Regions from separate parts of the Anas platyrhynchos genome. Here region 1 is linked to region 2. Evidence: chromatin contacts called from public Hi-C data. All regions are on one chromosome and are shown on one strand. The core of a region is the stretch at or near the end of the contact, and the rest is flanking DNA. Distances in the headings are between cores, read along the strand shown. Region 1 holds the start of UBAP2 (ubiquitin associated protein 2). Region 2 overlaps UBAP2 (ubiquitin associated protein 2).

Evidence for each region. A called contact is a pair of places that touch in the nucleus more often than the background predicts.
Region 1: a Hi-C map of skeletal muscle shows a contact between it and region 2, with 5 times the contacts expected there. The contact joins the promoter of UBAP2 here to the enhancer-like site in region 2. A contact is called at or near these places in 3 of 8 Hi-C or Micro-C datasets (liver, skeletal muscle and subcutaneous adipose tissue).

Annotation. Positions count from the first base shown.
Region 1 is chrZ:8,914,937-8,918,732 of IASCAAS_PekinDuck_T2T, forward strand. UBAP2 (ubiquitin associated protein 2) reads right to left here and starts at 1,580. Exons shown (of 29, transcript XM_072030794.1): 1 at 1,448-1,580.
Region 2 is chrZ:8,853,368-8,857,079 of IASCAAS_PekinDuck_T2T, forward strand. UBAP2 (ubiquitin associated protein 2) reads right to left here. Exons shown (of 29, transcript XM_072030794.1): 15 at 3,677-3,712; 16 at 2,453-2,492. Among named protein-coding and RNA genes, the nearest start is that of UBAP2, 61 kb to the right of the region's middle. Within about 2 kb of position 2,429, at least 1 of the 8 cell types and tissues checked has an H3K27ac peak or open chromatin away from gene starts, as enhancers often do.

The DNA.
Region 1 (3,796 bases), core at 330-2,829, 61 kb after region 2:
CTTTTTCGAAGCCCGGCCAAAACAATGCAAGTGAAACTGCCTACATTCCTGCATTTCTCTGGTTTTGTTTTTATTAAAGAATTTTGTAATCAATAGGCTGATAAAAGTGAAGCTAAAATAAAGGAGAACAGAGCTTGCCCAATTCCCACTCCTCCCTCCCTCCTTGAAGTTCCCAAAAGCTCGCCCATTTTCCAGACTACACATCAACATCAGTTTACACCAGTTAATCCAGTTCCTCCGTGTAACCCTCCATGAGTCCCAAAACATCATTAACGCTGCAAGCTGACTGAGCCTCCCTTGCTCCAAAGTTACCTAGGGTAAGGTTAAAAATAAAATTCCTTAAACAAGTTGGGTCAAACCACCACCATCAGAGAGCTCAGGCTGAGGCACAAATACTGAGTCAGTCAGGTAGGAATCCTGAACCCCAGATTCCTCCGGAGAACGCGGTACAACTGCGGGAACCGCTGAAGGAAGGAGTGGGGGGGGGCTGGTAAATAAATATGAAAAATAAATAAATAAATAAATAGATAGATAAATAAATAAACGAAAAGGGGCCGAGCTGCTGCCGCTCGCCGTGCAGGGCTCCATTTCAGCGGAAAGTGCAACTCCTCCGGGCCTGCACATCCTCCCAACCTCAACCCCCCCATACCCCCCCCCACCTCACCTCCCTCGCATCCAGCTCCGATTTCTGCCCTTGGAAAAAAATAAATAAATAAATAAATAATAAATAAAATAAATAAAATAAAATAAAATCACCTCGACCTCCTGGTGGTGGTTTGCTCCCTGCGGTCACCACCGGCTCCGGCCGGGAGCACCGGGCCCTGTGCACCCCCCCACACCCCCACCACCACCACACGGGCCCTGCCTCAGCTCCTGCTCCCGGCTCCCCCCCCACACACACACAGCCCCCGGGGCGATGGGGGACACCTCACCCCGCCACCCCAAACCCCGAGGAGACCCCCGGCAGAGAGACCCCCACAAAATGGAGCGGGGTTGGGTTGGGTTTGGGGAAGAGGGGGGGGGAAGGAGGGGAGGGGGGGGGGGCTCCCCCTGCTGAGCCCCCCTCAGAGCCGGGCCCGAGCGTTACCGAGCGGCGCCGGACGTTACCGAACCGCGCGGCGGTTACGTGAGGGGAGGGGGGAGCGGGAGGGGAGGGAGGGGGGGGGGGGTGGAGGAGGAGGAGGAGGAGGGGGGGGGGGGGGAGGGAGGGGGGGAGTTGGCGCGCGCTGCCCCCCCCCGGTACCTGCCCAATGTGCTCACAAAGCAGCAGCGCCCACCGCCGTCACGTGACCTCGCCTCCACGCGCGCGCCTCTCTCTCGCTCTCTCCCCCCCCCCGTCCTCGTCACGTGACGCCGCACGCGCGCCTCCCCCCCCCCCCTCCCCTCCCCTTTTTTTTTTTTTAAATCCCCCCCCCCCCGGTCCCCGCGCGCCGCGGCCCTCACGCACCAGCAGCGCGCGCCCATCCGCCGGCCCTTCCGCCTCGCCCCCCCTCCCCGCCCCGGCACCACGTGAGCTAAGGCGAGGGGAAGCCCCGCCCCTTCCCCCGCACGTGACCGGGGCACCGCCTGCTCCCGCGCGGCGGAAGGGGAGGGGTGGCCACGCCCCCTTCCTAGAGGGAGGGGGGGGGAGCGCGGGGGGGGGAACGTTAACGGCCGTAACGGGCAGTGAGGGGGGGGCGCCTCACGCGTCCCTGCTCCAAGCGCCCCCTAGCAGCAGTGTCACCACCAAGCCCTGTCCCCAAGCACCGCGTCCAACCTCTCCTTCAACACCCCCAGGGACGGTGACCCCACCACCTCCCTGGGCAACCCGTCCCAGTGCCTGACTGCTCTTTCTGAGCAGAAATGGCTCCTCATTGCCAACCTGAGCCTCCCCTGGCACAACTTGAGGCCGTTCCTTCTAGTCCTATCACTGGTTATCTGTGAGAAGAGGCTGACCCCCACCTCCGCACACCTTCCGTTCAGGTTGCTGTAGAAGCTCTGTCCCGAGCCTCCTCTTCTCCAGACTGAACATACCCATTCCCTCATCCACTCCTCACAGGACTTGTGCTCCAGGCCCTTCACCAGCTTCACAGCCCTTCTCCGGACGTGCTCCAGGCTCTCAATGTCCTTCTTGTAGCAAGGAACCCAAAACAACACAGCACTCAAGGTGCAGCCTCACCAGAGCAGAATACAGCGGGACGATCACCTCCCTGGTCTTGCTGGCTGCACTATTCCTCATACTATTCCTGAAACCAACACAAGCTCAGGGTTTTCCAGAGCCCTGCTGGTCCTTCTCCAGTTATTTCACTCCCAGAGGATTCACTGCAGACCCATTTGGTGTCCCAAGTTGTCCTCATGAACAGAAAATCAAAGGGTTCTGTTACTGCCACTTACTATGCCTGCTGAGAGCAATGCTCAAACAGTGCAGAAATAGGAACCAGTTCTGCACTGATATTATTTGCAGTTAAACACAGTTTAACCTCTATTATATTACATTGCACCTGTATTATGTGAAGTTAAAAATGGAGTGAAATCCAGCTGGCAACCAGTCCCAAGTGGTGCTCCCCAGAGGTCGGTGTTGGGACCCATTCTCTTTAATATCTTTATGGATGATTTGGACGAGGGAATTGCATGTACCCTCAGTAAGTTTGGAGATGACACCAAGTTGGGGGGAAGCGTCAATCTGCCACAGGGTAGGAAGGCCCTGAGAGGGACCTGGACAGGTCGGATTGATGGGCAGAGGCCAGTGGGAGGACGTTCAATGTGGCTAAGTGCTGGCTCCTGCCCTTTGGTCACAACAACCCTGTCGTCCCGCTGCACTCTGGTTCCCAGCTGGATGCGGTGATCGTCCCCCTGTACTCTGCTCTGGTGAGGCCGCACCTCGAGTGCTGTGTTCAGCTTTGGGCCCCTCACAACAGGAAAGACCTCGAGGGCCTGGAGCGTGTCCAGAGGAGGGCTGTGAAGCTGGTGAGGGTCCTGGAGCACAAGTCCTGTGAGAAGCAGCTGAGAGAACTAGGGGTGTTCAGTCTGGAGAAGAGGAGGCTCGGGACAGAGCTTATGGCTCTCTACAGCTACCTGAAAGGAAGGTGTGCGGAGCTGGGGGTCAGCCTCTGCTCACAGATAGCTAGCAATAGGACTACAGGGAACAGCCTCAAGTTGCACCAGGGGAGGTTCAGGCTGAAAATGAAGAGACATTTATCAGAAAGAGCAGTCAGGCACTGGGACAGGTTGCCCAGGGAGGTGGTGGGGTCACCGTCCCTGTGGGTATTGAAGGAAAGATTGGACGTGGTGCTTGGGGACAGGGTTCAGTGGGTGACAGTGGTGGTAGGGGGACGGTTGGAGCAGATGATCCTGGAGGTATTTTTCCAACCTTAATGATTCTGCGATTCTATGATTTTTAAGCATTAGGCTCTTTGGCTGGGTTGAACACAGGGAGGCACCACATTGACATGGAGGATTCTCAGAAGGCGTCATGGCAAGGGATAGCTGCAACGCAGGAGGAAAAGGGAGAACAAGAGGATGCCAGAGACTGATGGAGAGCTGCGAGGGGGTGACAGAGCAGAGCGTGTGGGAGCACTTGGTGCAGCTTCTGGCAGCGCCCCTGGGTAGAAATGGCAACCCCAGCTGCATGGTGACAGCAGAGATGACAAGGCACTGAGGTAGTTTGACTCCCCAAGACGGGGAATTTCAGGTTCTGAGCCAGGAAAAGAGAGAAGTTGGATCCTTTCAAATTTATCCTGCTCTGCATTTTCAACACTGGGTTCTGTACCACGCCTCTGTTTGTCTGAAGTGTAGCAGATATACTGTCCTGATTTCA
Region 2 (3,712 bases), core at 1,179-3,678:
CCAGAACTATGAATTTCTCTTTAAGCTCTTCACTTACAAAATTGTAATATTTACTGCTACACATGTAGTAAACTAGCCTTCTATGCTTTACCTCCCAGTATCTGATTATTAGCTTTTGCTCTTAAGTCCATCCTCATTTCAAAATTCTTTGCATTTGACTTCAATCCCTTTCTGCAAACTGAATGTGTGTGGTGTTTGCACTCTTCAAAGCACTGCAAAGTTTACCTACAACTCCAATTCTCCACTCCAATCTACACTGCACCACTGACGGCTGAGATTTGTATTGCTGGGGTACAAAGGGCACATAAAACTAATCCGTTTGCAATACTGACTCAAATGTATAATGCATTAAAATAAAATGCCACAATTGAGCACAGCATTAAGCATGTTCAACAAGTTAACAAATATAGCCTTAGTTTATTTGATCTAGATAACAAAGGCTGGTTAACATGATTACTACTTTTTAGCTTTATAATAGGATTTATTTACCACCAATTCACCTTTCCAAAGGAACACTGTACTGAAACAAGACACAGAACAATTCCTCCATTTGTTTCTATACACTGCTATCTCTTGCCCTCTGAGGGAGGATAATGCACAGAATTAGACAAACATGCACACCAATAAATCTCAGAAAAAGTTGAGCCCTGCCTTATGCTGGGCCATGCTTTAATAAAACACTGAAGATCACCACCTGGTGGATCACTGCTATCTTGGAATGTGTGTGAAGTCAGACAGTCAGAATGCTCACCAAACAAGAGTCTGCTTAGAAGTTAAGCATCACTGTTCACATTAATTGTTTTCTCCCTAAATGAGAGAAGCCAGGTTGCTGGATCAGCTGCTATGCAAACAAATTATGAGGTCTTGACTTTGGCCATAAGCATATGTGTAACTGACAAAGGAAATTCAAGTGGCAAAAACCTAGCTATGAAGAACAAATCTGTATCACCTGATACATCCTGGAAACATTCATATAAAAATAAGTAAACACCACTTATAACTCTCAATACAATTAGGTCAGGATTCACTCCTTGAAATCAAAGTAGATAACCCCAGTATAAAGGTCTTCATTTTAACAATGCCTGAACATGATGTGCCAGACGAAAAGAAAACCACAAGACAAATAGGACGGTAGAATTATAATCCAAGCATCTTCTGAACAGCCTCATGTTTAGGAAGGATAAAGCCTGGACATTAAAGAGCAGCAGTAGGAAAGATGAAAGATGACCAACTAAGGATATTAGTGGCATATACAGAAGGAAAACAGTCAGTGCTTTCATATGTTTACAAAAACAGAACTTCAAAATAGTTTGGACACATGAAATAGATACACAGTAGAAGACTGATTCTGGTTTATGGACCTGAGATAGAGGAAAAACAAAAATGTTGTAAAAGGGAACCAGCATTGAAAAAGGGACTAATAAAAACGTTGAACAATAATTTAAAAATATTAGAAATTCTCAGATGTTTTTCATAGAAAAAAGACCAATCCCATAGTGAATTTCCAAAATTATGAATTCTATACGTAAGAGTAAATAAATTTTCTATTTGAAAAGCTGTTCTATACATTACAATCTTTACTAAGTAACTCTTTAGGCATATACCCTTCCTCATGCTCACTTAGACAGAACTTGGCATTAACAAAACAGTTCTTAGGTCTGAATACTCAGGTTCTTGGTACTCAGAAATATATATAAAAAAAAAAGCTGTCCTGCTGCTGACATACCTCAGATGTTTAAAAGATAGATAGAGTTAAAACTGAAGTGTTCGAATTCCAAAAGCTTTTAATCCAAGCTGCTGGAAACTTCCATAAACCAGAATATAGAAGTCAAGAAGAGTGAAAACTAGATATAAATTATTTTGACTCTGGTAAGGGAGCTACTGGGGTGCTACAAGTAAAGTACCACACACACAAAAAAAAAAAAGGCCAAGATGAAGAGAATAGTAACAGAGCCAACAATGTATTATTGTTACTCTACTGTAAGATAGCAAGCAACCCAGCAGAGGGAGCATGTTAGTCACCCTTATTCCCTACACCAGCAAGAGGTGCTTTTGAAGAATGTGACTGTTTCATTATCACTAAATTCTAATTACGACTTTCCAAACAAGAGCTGAAAGAATGTATAAGGAATTGTATGTTAAATAATTTGCAGTAGAGAAATCCAGAAAGGAAAAAAAGCAGAAGCAAAGCAGCTTTTCTAATGCTTAAGACTGCTCAGCGTTACACACACTGGATCTAGATTCGGTAGAGCTGCTTCCCTATTTCAGTTTTCTCCAATAAGCAAGCAGTTCATCCTGTGCAAGTACAAAATAAACTCTCATTGATCAGCCAACAATTAGTCAGAACTATACAAAACCTCAAACCAGATGTGATTGCTACAATCATGTGCATACCAAGTTATAATGAAAGATTAGAAAGAGTCCTGTACACATACAAGCTTTGTAAACTTACTGTCAAGAGCTGCCTGTGTTCTAACACCACTGTGCCCATTCTGTAAACAAATGAGAAATGAATAAATCATCTCAGAAGTATATTGTATTTTCCAAATGAATCACACATTTAACATGCTTCATGCAAAATTCTATATTTGTTCTAAATTGAAAAAGAAAAAAGGAAGAAAATTAGCTTTTTACTGCCTTTAACAAAACCACATAATAAAGTTCTCAAGTGCAAGGTGTCCTGAACATACAGAATCCCATACACTGCCCATACTACACCCATCATCAGGAGACCTTCCCATGTACTGTATATAACAAACTTCAGGTTCACACCAATATGAAAGAAAGGATTGCATTAACATATAGGAAATGGTTGTGCTTTTGATCTAATGCAACTCACAATTTTAACTATCCAAGTTACACAGACGCCAATTTTTTTCCATTGAAAGATAAGACTTGAGAAGCACCAGTTGTTTTTTGGATAACGCTGGAGTACAGAAGTGGATAGTCTATGCTTGATCCTCACCAGTACATACGAGCTAGTGCAGAAGACAAGTGTGACTGAGCCATTACATAACAAAGGCCAGAAGTAAATAAACTTACAAACTCTCACAAGTTCCTTAAACATTCAATAAATTCTCTTTAAACAAACCTAATTTCCACGTACAAAGAGTAGGTGCTTTTAAATATCTCCCAAGAGATCACCTATCCTAGATCAGATCTCACCCTACCCTTTTAAAAGGAAACAATACTAATTCCTATTGGTGTTTAAATCCAACAAAAGAATAATGCTGGAGGGGCCAAAAACCATTTTAGATCTATTTGATAGATTCCTTATAAATTTAAGGAATTATATGCGTTTGGATAGAAGCTGTCAAGTTATGGCAAAATACCATGACTAATATTTATATAGAGAGTGAGTTCCTTTTATAAAAGCTAAGCTTCGGGGAAGGAAACTCAACTGAAATATTGTGTTACTAAGTGTTACTAAGAAAAAAGGTCAGACAGCCATTTAAGATGTCAAGACCCATAAAATCAGAGGCTCTCTCATCCCAAATACAGGATAGCCCAAAATGGCTACACAATAGGAAAGGAAAGCATAAATAACAGGGTGGGCTTGCGAATTGCAAAAACCACTTAACTTGGTTGAAAGCATGGACATAGCAGGGTTATACGAGTCTAAAGCAGGTAAGATCATTTTACCTCTTTCTAGGTCTTATTGCTGAAGTTCACTCACCGTAACTGCAACAGGGGGTGGTTCAGATGAAGCCAT